3 separate regions of the Mus musculus genome follow, and regions 2 and 3 are each linked to region 1. The links are chromatin contacts, called in public promoter capture Hi-C maps. All regions are on one chromosome and are shown on one strand. Each heading gives the region's core, a stretch centred on a gene start, on an enhancer-like site or on the middle of the called end of the contact. The rest is flanking DNA. Distances are from core to core; before and after follow the strand shown. Region 1 holds the start of 1700021L23Rik (RIKEN cDNA 1700021L23 gene). Region 2 holds the start of 1700057H15Rik (RIKEN cDNA 1700057H15 gene). Region 3 has its middle 70 kb from the start of Gm40241.

What was found. Promoter capture Hi-C pulls out the DNA fragments that hold promoters and counts their contacts.
Region 2: a promoter capture Hi-C map of epiblast stem cells shows a contact between it and region 1, with 4 times the contacts expected there. The contact joins the promoter of 1700057H15Rik here to the promoter of 1700021L23Rik in region 1. A contact is called at or near these places in 15 of 39 promoter capture datasets (the 3T3-L1 cell line, HPC-7-derived erythroid cells, cranial neural crest and 10 more) and 1 of 115 datasets of contacts at active chromatin or transcription factors (embryonic stem cells).
Region 3: a contact with region 1 is called in a promoter capture Hi-C map of trophoblast stem cells, with 2.7 times the contacts expected there. The contact joins the enhancer-like site here to the promoter of 1700021L23Rik in region 1. A contact is called at or near these places in 4 of 39 promoter capture datasets (embryonic stem cells, hippocampal neurons, stem cell-derived epiblast-like cells and 1 more) and 1 of 9 other capture datasets (embryonic stem cells).

Annotation. Positions count from the first base shown.
Region 1 is chr4:124,331,018-124,334,596 of GRCm38.p6, reverse strand. It overlaps 1700021L23Rik (RIKEN cDNA 1700021L23 gene), which reads left to right and starts at 1,877. Exons shown (of 5, transcript NR_166446.1): 1 at 1,877-2,394.
Region 2 is chr4:124,483,394-124,487,379 of GRCm38.p6, reverse strand. 1700057H15Rik (RIKEN cDNA 1700057H15 gene) reads left to right here and starts at 1,421. Exons shown (of 4, transcript NR_040774.1): 1 at 1,421-1,453.
Region 3 is chr4:124,121,581-124,125,524 of GRCm38.p6, reverse strand. No RefSeq gene overlaps it. Among named protein-coding and RNA genes, the nearest start is that of Gm40241, 70 kb to the right of the region's middle. Within about 2 kb of position 2,159, at least 4 of the 459 cell types and tissues checked have an H3K27ac peak or open chromatin away from gene starts, as enhancers often do. A contact at or near this core is called in trophoblast stem cells, where this site is marked.

The sequences.
Region 1 (3,579 bases), core at 628-3,127:
CCAAACTGTGGTCTACCAGACAATCAATTCGCTTTTAAGGACATACATAGATTGAAAGTGAAGAGAAGAGAGCAGGTATGGCTGTTTCTTTCTTAATTAAATTTCTTAGGCAGTTGTACAGATGTTCACAATGCATGCTGTCAGCTCTCATGCCCACCTCCCAACCATCCCTGTGCATCCTACCTCCTCCCCACAAATCTCTCTTACACATTTTGTTTTTGTGACTCACTGAGAGGAACCAGGGTCATGTGTGTGTCCATGGGTTGAGCGCTATCCACTGGAGCCTGGTGGGATCACATGGAGCAATGGGCATACAGCTAAAGATGGTGGGGGTGTGAGACTGTCAATGTTTTGCCAATGTTGGTAAAAGAAATTGAGGATTTCGTGTGAAGTTAAACACATACATTCTCTATGATCTGGCAATTCTACTGTGCATTTAACCATATGTTCACAATTGTGTCTTCATTTAAACACATGCCTCATTTGTGGGAGAATATTCAGAGTGGCTTTATTCATAATAGCCCCAAATTGGAAGCAACCCAGTGGTCCACAGATAGGGGAGTGGATAAACAGACTGTAATATGTTAATAAAACTGACTACTGTTTGGAGTAGAAGAAACTACTGTCCTGTCTGGCAATGTGGATAAGTATAGAAATGCCATGTGGGTAAAGGAGCTTGTTAAAAATATAGCATGGGCTCCATGACCATGCTTGTAAACTATTCTAGAACAGGCTAAGCCATGACCATAGAAACCAGAATGGTGGACCCTTCCAGGGACAGACTATTGTTACTTAGTGTTCTTCAGAGAAAGAAAACCAATGGCAAGGAATATGAGAGCTACAGTGCTACATTGTCTCAAACATAGCAAACACACAGCTGGGCTGCAGTCTCACAAAGTCCAGTACCAGCTGAGCCAGGAGACCTGCTAGCTGCCAATGAAAGAGGTTATGAGTGAGAGAGGCCAAGGATGTAGACTCGGTGTGAAGCTGACCGCCAGAAAGCTTTCCAGTGAACCACCCATGAAGCTAATCTTGTTCAAAGGCTGATGAACCTGGAGTCTATCCACCACGATGACAGCAACAGCAATGTCTAGAAGGGGATCATGGGCCTGGAAGCTAGTTTTGCTCATCTTTCTTTTTTATTATTAGAATTATTTAAAAAATTTAAAATTATATGTGCCTGCCCGTGTCTGTCTGTCTGAGAGAGAGAGAGAGAGAGAGAGAGAGGGAGAGAGAGAGAGAGAGAGAGAGAGAGAGAGAGAGAGAGAGAGAGAGCAGAAACACTCAGGTATCCATGGAATCCAGAAGAGGATGTTGGATCCCCCAGAACTGGAGTTATAGGCAGTTGTGAGCTGACTGACCTGGGTACTGGGAACTAAACTCTTAACTCCTCTGTAAGAGCAGTAAGTGCTCCTAATTGCTGAGTCATCTCATCTTTGCTGAGTCATCTCTCCAGACCCTTCTACTTTTTGTTGTTTCATCCAAGCCCTCAGCCTATTGCCTGCCATTCAGGTTCAGGGCAGATCACTTCCTCCACAGTTCCCTGACTCACACGCTGATCTCTGCAAACACCGTTACAGACACTCCCAGAAGTATGCTTTATCAATATAATAAATAGGCATCTTTCAATCCAGTCACATTGATAACTGAAGTTAACCACCACACACAGGACAAAGGAGCTCCCTGCAGAGTCAGGAATATTAATGCTAGGATGGAGGTCAACTGGTCCTGTGTGTTCAAACCCCACAAGGTGCTCTCATCAGGAATCTTAACACAACAACACAACAGACATTTACTCCTAGCGACTGGAAGTCCCAAACACCGGTAGGTGGGATGGGACCTGGAATCACCATGGAAACACCTCTGGGCATGTGTATGAAGGCATTTCAGGAAAGGTTTGATGATAAGAGAAAGGTCACTTAAATGTGGGCACCACCATCACAAATCCCACGGACTGCGGTCCCGTGCTGAGTAAAAGACAGGAAGTCGACTGAGGACCAGCATCCCCCACGCTCTGCTTCCTGCCTGGGGATGCAGTGCGGCTCCACTCATCTGTAGTTCCGCCTCCCACCTTGCTCCCCTTGATTCACGGTCCCCTTAAACTTCGAACCAAAGCGAACCCTTTCCTTAGGTTGCTGTTGGACAGGAACCTGGCTACAGAGGGATGACTCTTCTGGAGCATCCCCTCAGGGTAGGAGTCAGGGAGGATGCGCCGCCGGCTAAGGCTTCAGTTCTTGGTGGCCTTGGCTTGCGGATGCTGCCCCATGCTCTCTGATCGATACCCCATGTTCGCATGCCCGGTCCTCTTTCCAGGGACACCACATTGGCTGAGGACCTACACCTGTGAGCTGATCTTAACTTGATCAGCCCTGCCCAGAAGGACCCTGTTTAAAGGTAAATTCACATTCATAGGAAGTAGGACTTATCTTTTTTGGGGGTGGGGGTGGGGGAGGGGTGGGACAACTAAACCATAACACACAGGCATTTATCTATCAAAACCAAACTTATGAGAGGGGAATCTGTGACCTTGGCTTGGTGATGAGTTTTTAGATATAACACCCAAAAAACATGATCCGTGAAATAAAAAACTGATAAGTTGGATTTTATTAAAATTAATAACTTCTGCTCTGTAAGAGGGACTGCTGCGGGGAAAATATTTTTTTAAAAAAATATTTATCTAATAAAAGGCTAGTATCTAAAATAACAAGTCTTTACGTTTTTTCACATTTACATTTTTCATGAATTCTTTTTTATTTCTCCAGAGGACAACTTGCTGGAGATTGTCCTCTCCTTCCACTGTGGGTCCCACCCAGGGATTGAACTCTGGTCATTGGGTTTGGCGGTTGACGCCTTCACCTGCTGAGCTACCTCACTGGACTCGTGATTTAACACAGATGTCTCCTCTATGAAGGCAATCCCAACAAAGCATACGGAAAGATGTGAATTGGAGCCATCCTCTGTCACTAGAGGACTGAAGTCAGAACACAGCCATGACTGTAGGAATATGCATACTTAGCAGAATGGACGGGTTAAACAATCAAATAAATACAAGGGCAATTTCCTGTGCTGGAGAGGATCCAGGCAACAGGAACCCAGAGACTGACCATAGATGCCCTTTGGAGGACTCACAGAGCTCACTGTGGCCTTGCCAACAGTTCTTGGCTGTTCCCCACAATAAAATCTTCCCACAAACACCCAGGGCAGCATTATTTACAGCCAGCAAAACTGGAAAAGCCGAGTGTCATTCAGCCGATTAATTCATGCACACACGGTGGTTCAGTCCTGTAATGGAATATTATTTAGTGGTGAAAAGGCTTGAGGTACCAAGGCATTTTTAAAAAAATGAATCTTTGAAAAAAAAACACTTATTTAAAAATCTTTAATCCAAAAGAGGTTTTACATTTGTATATTTACCTGTACAACTACAAATATGCGGCATCCATATGAGTTCATGTGTGTGGGCACCTGTGTGGAAGTCAAAGGACACACTGTAGAAGTCCCTTCTCTCCTTCCACCATATGGTTGCTGGGACTTACGTCATCAAACTTGGTAGCAAGCACTGTTACTATGTAAGCCTTC
Region 2 (3,986 bases), core at 172-2,671, 150 kb before region 1:
AAGCTCACCGTGCCTCCATTCAGCAAAGCCTCACTAACCCTAAGGTGGGGACCCTTGATGGTACCTTACTTCCAGGAGCTTGCGTCTTAACACACAAGCTCCCACCTACAGCTGTATAATAAAACCCTTTATCAATTCACCCTCCTGTTCTAGAATTATACTCTTTGAGACAAGAACACGAAGCCACTGACTCCAGGGAAGCTTGCGTGACCATGAGCTTCTGGCATGCAGAAGCTCAACTGTGTCAGTCCAGCAAAGACTGGAAAACTTCTGCCTGACCTAAGGATGCTCAGGCCGTCTCACCAGAGCTCCAGACCTGCTTCTCTCTCTGCTTGTAATATTCTTCCTTTACACAGCTGAGCATCCATCTCTTTCATCTCAAGAGGGATACCTTTAAAAAGGTCCATTCATTTCTGTTTCCACCTGCACAACGCTCTTTCCCTTTGCCTCACTTGCTGTCCTGACAGCCTGTGTTTGGGTTCCGCTGCTTCTTGCCTGTCTCTTCCAAGTAGCGGCCAGAGGCTGCACTTCACAAATCTGAACTGAGTGACCTGTGGCTGCCACACAAGCCCCGGGCCCGAACCTGTACTGAGGAGACCAGAGAGTTCTTGAGGTTCCCTTGTGCTCCTCACAGAAGTTCCAGGGCATCAGGCTTCAGGGCCAGTGAGGTTGCCTTAGAACCTGTGGATTTGGGGTGAAGCTGGTCTTCAGAGGCCCCTCAAGGAGCCCTGCTGTTCCTCGCCACCGCCACCATGGGGTTCTGATCATACTCTAGGGCCTTGTCATTGTCATCCACACCCCAGTTTCTCCTTAGGCTAAATGAAGGTTTTCTTTGGGCTTATCGTTGGATTCTTAGATTGCAGCACTACCGCTGATTGAATAGCTTGTATGCTGCTCTGAGCTTGGTGCTTTGTGAGACCAGAGTGGGTCCCATCCTGCATAGAGGCCCTGCACGGGGTAAACGGGTCCCTTACAGGAGTCTTTCCTGATTTCCAAAGCAGCAGCTCCTAGGCTGCCTTACAGCTTCTTCCTGGCACCCAGGGTGTGCCCCAGCTGCCCCAGTGCCCCGGGCTTCTCCTCCTCACCCTGGCACATGGCACCCTCCCCAGCCCAGCTGTCACCACAGGCTCCCGGCTCTTTACCACCTCCCTGCCTGAGGCCCCAGGTCTCAGCAAGACTGGAGCCTGGGCCTCATCCCTGCATGTTGTCCCCGACCCCTGCATCTGGCTCCTTCTCCCCAGTCTCCGGAGCCAGCAGTCCCCTCCCCCCACGCCTGACCTCTGAGCACAGAATCTATTGTCCTCCTCCGTCGCAGCCAACCCCCCAGCCCAACCTGACAGCTCCTCCATTACAGATGCACATTCACAAACAGCTCATTTACATAGAGCACAAGGAAAACCGCTCTGTCCTCAGAAAAAGAGGAGAGGAGGCTCCCACTGCAGAAGACCCTGAGGTGAGGGAGCCTCCTGCCCCTCCCTTCTCCTAGGCATTTCTGAAGGGTGTTTGGGGGTTGGAGGGCAGAGGCCAGAGGGATGGGAGGGCAGAAATCAGGTTGGTGTCTGGGGAGGGAGTGAGGTGCGTGCAGGCACACACTATTTAGTTTTTGTACTTTTTTTTGTTTGTTTTAGAGTAGTTTATTTTCATCTATATAAGCTGTTGTGAATCTTTAGGACTTCTGCCCAGTCCCCAGCTTGCACGGCTACCCACCCCTACACATCCCTCCTACACACACACACACACACACACACACACACACACACACACACAAACACACACACACAGACAGACACACATGCACACACATAAACACACAGTCCTTCATGCACAGACACACACACACGCACACACAGTCACTTGTACACAGACACACAGAGACACAATCACACATCCACAAACACACACACACACACCATCTAGTTTTTATTCCAGGGGACTGCTAGCAGCCATGGAGGCAAAAGGGCAAGATGCACTTTGGGAACGGGGAACCTCAGAGTCAAGAGGCTGAGTAGCTGAATCCCTTTCAGAGCTTAACCCTGGTTGAGCTGCGGAGCGGGACATGTGGACATTTGACAAATGGCTTCATTTCCCATGAAAAGTGAGTGCAACTGTGTCACCTGCCTTGGGTGTTTGGAGGAGGGAGCTGTGAAGAGTATGATGTCATGCGCAGTGCCCGTGCGCGCATGGGAGGACCTGTCAGAGGCAAGCAGCACTGAAGAGTATGATGTCATGCGCAGTGCCCGTGCGCGCATGGGAGGACCTGTCAGAGGCAAGCAGCACTGAAGAGTATGATGTCATGCGCAGTGCCCGTGCGCATGGGAGGACCTGTCGGAGGCAAGCAGCACTGAGGCTTAGGAAGCAGGGAATCTTTGGTAGAGGCTTTGCCCACTGGCCTTCCAGGAGCCCCGGTAACAGCCCAGCCTGGCTGCAAGCAGAGGGGGAGAGGTCACTCTTTCTTGCTCCTTTGTCAGGTGGTGTTCTTTTCTAGAAACGGTCCCTCACCTTCTTGTTCCTCTCTTACATCCTCCCCCCTCCTACCACCAGCTCCACCAAGTGACAGGATGTGGGCAGGCCAGGGACCTTGTAAGGCAGAGTGGTGCTGCACACCCCTGGCGTTATGCTGTGCTCCCACATTTCACATCTGACTTAATCACCCACTTTGTGCTCTCAAGGCAGGCAGGTCCAGCTAAGCCCAGCAAAGTTCTCAGAATCATGTTGTGATCCATTAATGATGTCTGCCATGGGTGAAGCCAGGGGAATGTCAGGACTCATTTGTCCTCTCAGCCTGGCCTGGTGCTGTTGAGAACAGGTGGGAGGGGCACTGAGTTCAGTCTGCTGAATGAGGATGGGCAGGACGCTCTGGGCAAGAGAACTGCATGAGCGTGAGCTATGAAACACCATGGTGGGCAGGCAGATGTTGGGAACTCAAGGCTGGAGGAGGAGCCAGGAGTGGTGGTGCACGCCTTTAATCCTAGCACTTGGGAGGCAGAGGGCAGGCGGATTTCTGAGTTAGAGGCCAGCCTGGTCTACGAAGTGAGTTCCAGGACAGCCAGGGCTACACACAAACAAACAAACAAACAAACAAAACAAAACAAAAAACAACAAACAAAGCAAAACAAACAAAAAAAAAACCAGAAAAAAAACCCAAAAAAACAAACAAAACAGAGAAAAAAGGGGGAGGGGCAATGAGTTAGTACCTGTATCTGTATGGCATCTAGAACGCACAGCCATGTGCACAGTAAGGGACACCATTTCTTCTGTTCTGCTGTATCTTGATGACGAGCCTCTCAGCCAATGCTTCTTGGCCGGCAGGCAGAGGGCAACTCCCACTAAGTACCTAGTGGATGTGGCTCAGTAAATCCCTTGCTGACTTATTGGCAGAATGATCAATAATCAATCGACTCATGGAGAGTCCAGCCAGGGCAGGTGACAATCTGTCAGGATGAAGAATCTACCCTGAGCATAAATCAGGCCATCTCTGCTATTTGTTACTCTGGGTGGTCCTACAGGTTTTCCCAGGATCACTGGCAGACTACTCACACTAGGGGCAGATTCAGTAGCCTTTCTTTGTCCCTATCCTGATGAAGAGGGCTGCCTCCCCTACCTGACAGAAAAATACTGCTGTACAGAAAGGTGGAGCCGAGCTCTGTCCACCTGTTTCTGCCTCAGCCCTGGTGCCTGCATTGGAGAGGCACAAGGTGGGGAGAGATGGTCCTTTCTGTACTTTCTAGGACCTAAGGAGATGGCTTGATTATTGGGGTTCTGTGAGCATGAGCCGGGGGGGGGGTACATGGGCCAGGGGACACTTTGTTGAGCCTTGTGATTTTAAACTATCACTTCTCTATCACTATTCTAGTGGCTTAGAGTTCTTCTCTTTCCAGCCAAAGGGTAGGGCACGGTTGTCTTCCTCCTCCTTACTGAGGAGGGAGGGCTCAGCCTAGGACAGCTCCTTGTCATTTCCTGCCTCGGCTGCTCACTCTCCTAGGGCC
Region 3 (3,944 bases), core at 910-3,409, 210 kb after region 1:
CAGGGTTCTCTAAAGGCAGACCTTATGGAATGTCTCTTGATATAGTAAGGGAAATTATTGGGATAGCTTACAGTCTCCAGTCCAACTAACCCACCGATGGGCAGCTGTGGATGGGAAGTTCAAGAATCTAGTAGTCGCTCAGTCCCACGAGGCTGAGTGTTTCAGCTGGTCTTCTGTATAAGCTGGAATCCTGAAGAAGAAATAGTTTCCAGCAGATGTGCTGGCAAGTAAGTACAAGCAGGCAAAGAAGAAGGAAGTCTTCCTTCTTCTATTGTTCTTATGTAGGCCTCCAGTAGAAGGTGTGGCCCAGATTAAAGGTGTATACCACCACACCTGGACCTAAACTGTTCTTGGAACTTGCACTGTCCTAGGCTGACCTTGAACTCAAAGCTCTACTTGCCTCTCTCTCCTGGGATTAAAGGCATGTATCACCTTGCCTGGGCCTAAGTTTTTTATAGCCAGTGTGCTTCAAGATCCAGATCAGAAGTCTGTTTCTTACAGCCTCAAGATCTGGACCACAGGTGTGCCCTCCATTTCTGGATTGTAGTTCATTCCAGATAGAGTCAAGCTGACAGTTGAGTATAGCCATCACAACCCCTGACACTTGAATTCCTCTCCGGCTTTATGTCTTGAAGTGTGATCTCACTGTCTCTCACACCCACCCACCATGACGATGCTCACCCTGATGTGACAGTCAAGGGGACCCTCGACAGATGCTGGGCCAATAGACATGCCTGGACTTTCAACCTCCAAAATGATGAGCTGAATAAAGCTCTTCTCTTTGTAAATTCTTCAGAGTTGGGTATTTAGTTATAGCAATTGGAAAACAGATACATGCAATAATAGTAAGAATAGTGACATAAAATTATCATTGTAATAGTAGTAATAGTCATATATAACAGCAGTGATGGCAGAAAATACAACTGCTATCATTACGAAGCACTGGGCAGGTGCTATCGCTATGCATATTTTAAATCCTTTAATCCTAATTTCTTGAGGAGGTGTTATTAGGAATAAGGAGGAAACTGAGGAGCATAGGAATTAAGAAACATGTGTGGTTCGTTAACCACAGAGCTAACCACTTCTGGTCCTTCCATCGTCCACCTACTTTGCAAAGGGACCTTGGAAAATCCCCATAAAGAAGCAGAGACACTGGCCAGGCTGTAGTGGCGCACGCCTGTAATCCCAGCACTTGGGAGGCAGAGGCAGGTGGATTTCAGAGTTCGAAGCCAGCCTGGTCTACAAAGTGAGTTACAGGACAGTCAGGACTGCACAGAGAAACCCTGTCTCGAAAAACAAACAAACAAACAGACAAACAAACAAAACAAACGAAGAAGAAGAAGAGGCAGAGGAAGAGGAAAAGAAAAAAAGAAAAAGAAAAAGAAAAAGAAAAAGAAAAAGAAAAAGAGACACTTTTATGCCACTTGAATTCAGTCTTGACTCACTGTGGCCAACAGGATCCCGCAAAAGTGACATGCACTTGTTCTGGGCACATGTGCTTCTACCAACCCTCAGGAGGCTGATCCAACTATTTAAGAGACTTGAGACTGCTTCTCCACAATGGGAATCATGAACAGGATGGCTGGAGTGTGGGAGACACTTTAGCCCAGTGGTTCTCCATCTTCCTAATGCTGCAGCCCTCTAATAAATTAAATTAATACTAATAAAATTAATAATAATAATATAAAATTAACAGTAATAATAACAATTATGTTGCACATTATATTATATTAGATAATTTTTTGAGACAGGGTTTCTCTATGTAGCCCTGGCTGTCCTGGAACTCACTCTGTGGATCAGGTTGGCCTCATATAAATATGCCTGCCTCTGCCTCCAAAGTACTAAGATTAAAGGCATGCACCAATATTGCCTGGCCATAAAATTATTTTAGTTGCTATTTCATAACTGTAATTTTGCTACTGTTATGAATCATAATGTAAATATCAGATATACAGGATATCTGATATGTGACCCCTGTGAAAGGGTCATTGGAACCTTAAACAGGTTGTTGTGACCCACAGGTTGAGAACCATTGCTATAGGGCATCTGTTCCCTGTGGAAACTAGCCCAGGCTTGCCTGCTGGACAGTAAGAGGCAGCATTGAACAAAGAAAGCATTTTGTCCCAGTTCAGGTAGGCCGGCCACTTGCAGCTGACTCATTAGGTAGCCACAGGCACACAGACATGTAAATGGATCCAACTAAGATCAGATGCTCAGTGTCTGTCAACAGAACCTTTCAGCCACCTGCAGGGTAATGAAAAACTTGAAGCTGTCACTAAGTGAACTGCTAGATTTGGAAGTAGCACAATCATTAGTTTTCTGTGTCAACTTGACTGGGCAAAGAGATGCCCAGAGATCTGGTAAAATGCTGTTTCTGGTCATCTCTGAGGCTGTTCTCAGATAGTATCTGCATCAGTGGATGGAGTAAAGATGACTGTCTCCCCTAGTGCGAGAAGGCATTGTTCCATTCAATATGGTGAGGGATTATGTTGAAAGGCACATTCAATCTTTTGTGTTTTGTTTGTTTGCTTTGTTTTTATTTGAGGGTTTAAAGAGCAAACCCCAGGGCTTCATGTGTGCTAGGTAAGGGCTCTACACTCTCATCTCTGCTTGCGCTTCCTGAGCCTGGTGCCTTCTGCCTTCAGACACCATGGTGTTTGTTTTGGCCTCTTCAGACTCAAAGTTATATCCTAGTGATCCCCTGTCTCGCAAACCTTCAGACTGGGACTGAAATGTTCCCTCAATTTTCCTGCTTGCTGGTGGCAATATGGTGGCACTTCGTCACACAAGCTAAGTCTACAATAAATCTCCTTATATTTCGATGTATAGTCTATTGGTTGACATGTCTTATAACACAGCAGTCGCTAACTAGTACAAATTAAAATGATGATTAGAGGCTGAGCCTAACAGGATCCAAGCTTGGACTCTTTCTTGTATCGTAACCTCTAAACACCAGCCAACAGGGTTGAGAGAATTGTCACCCCAAGGGTCAAGAATATCTTGTGCATTGAGAATTAGGGTACTATCTGTTTGAGTGTCAAAGAGAAAGGCATTGATGGCTCATGAGCTGCTAGGTCTGCATGACCTCGACAAGGCACTCCTCTCTCTAGGAGTCTGTGCTCTTGGCCATATGGCTAGGATGATCTGCTCGGCACTAAGGTTTACAGTAGCTGCTTCATTAAGCGATGTGCTATATGCCATGAACGTACACATCTTGCTACTGTGCTGGCTTTGAAGATGGAGGGAGAGGCCATAAAACCAAGGAAGATAAGCAACCTCTAGAAGAGGGAAGATAGCGACAGATTCTCCCTCACAAACTCCACAGTGAACTCAACCCTGCCAACACCTTTATTCTAGACAATTTAGACCCATTTTAGACGTCTGACCTGCAGATGGAAGGGAATAAATATGTATATTGTGTTAATTTAGGGTGGTTCGTTATATCCCACAAGATCTAAATGTACTTCCTGGCTCAGCAGATGGCACTTACAGCGTTTCCGGCACACCAAGATGACCCACTGCTGCTGGTTTTAAGCCTCAGGTGGCTCCTAAAGGTCCCTTGGGATGTTCAGTCGTTGGTCCTATGACTTCTTACAGACTAGGAAGGGGATGTCATGGGATAGCTCTGGCTAATCACTAGGTCCCATTCCCTCTCACCCTCTAGTGGCTGTGCTGAGCTGCAGAGTAGCCAAGGAAGGCCAAGAGCCAAGGGCTCTGGGTAGGACAAGACTGAGGAGGTGGCTCAAAGGATAAAGCACTTACTACATAGGCCTGAAGACCAGAATTATGGTCCCCGGTACCCTCATAAAACCAGATGTGGTTATGAACATCTGTACTTCTAGCAAATCTATGGCAAGATGGTAGACGAAGACAGGCAAATTCTAGCAGCTTGTGGGCCAGCTAGCCTGGCATATACAATGGCCAGCAGGAAGAGACTCGGCCTC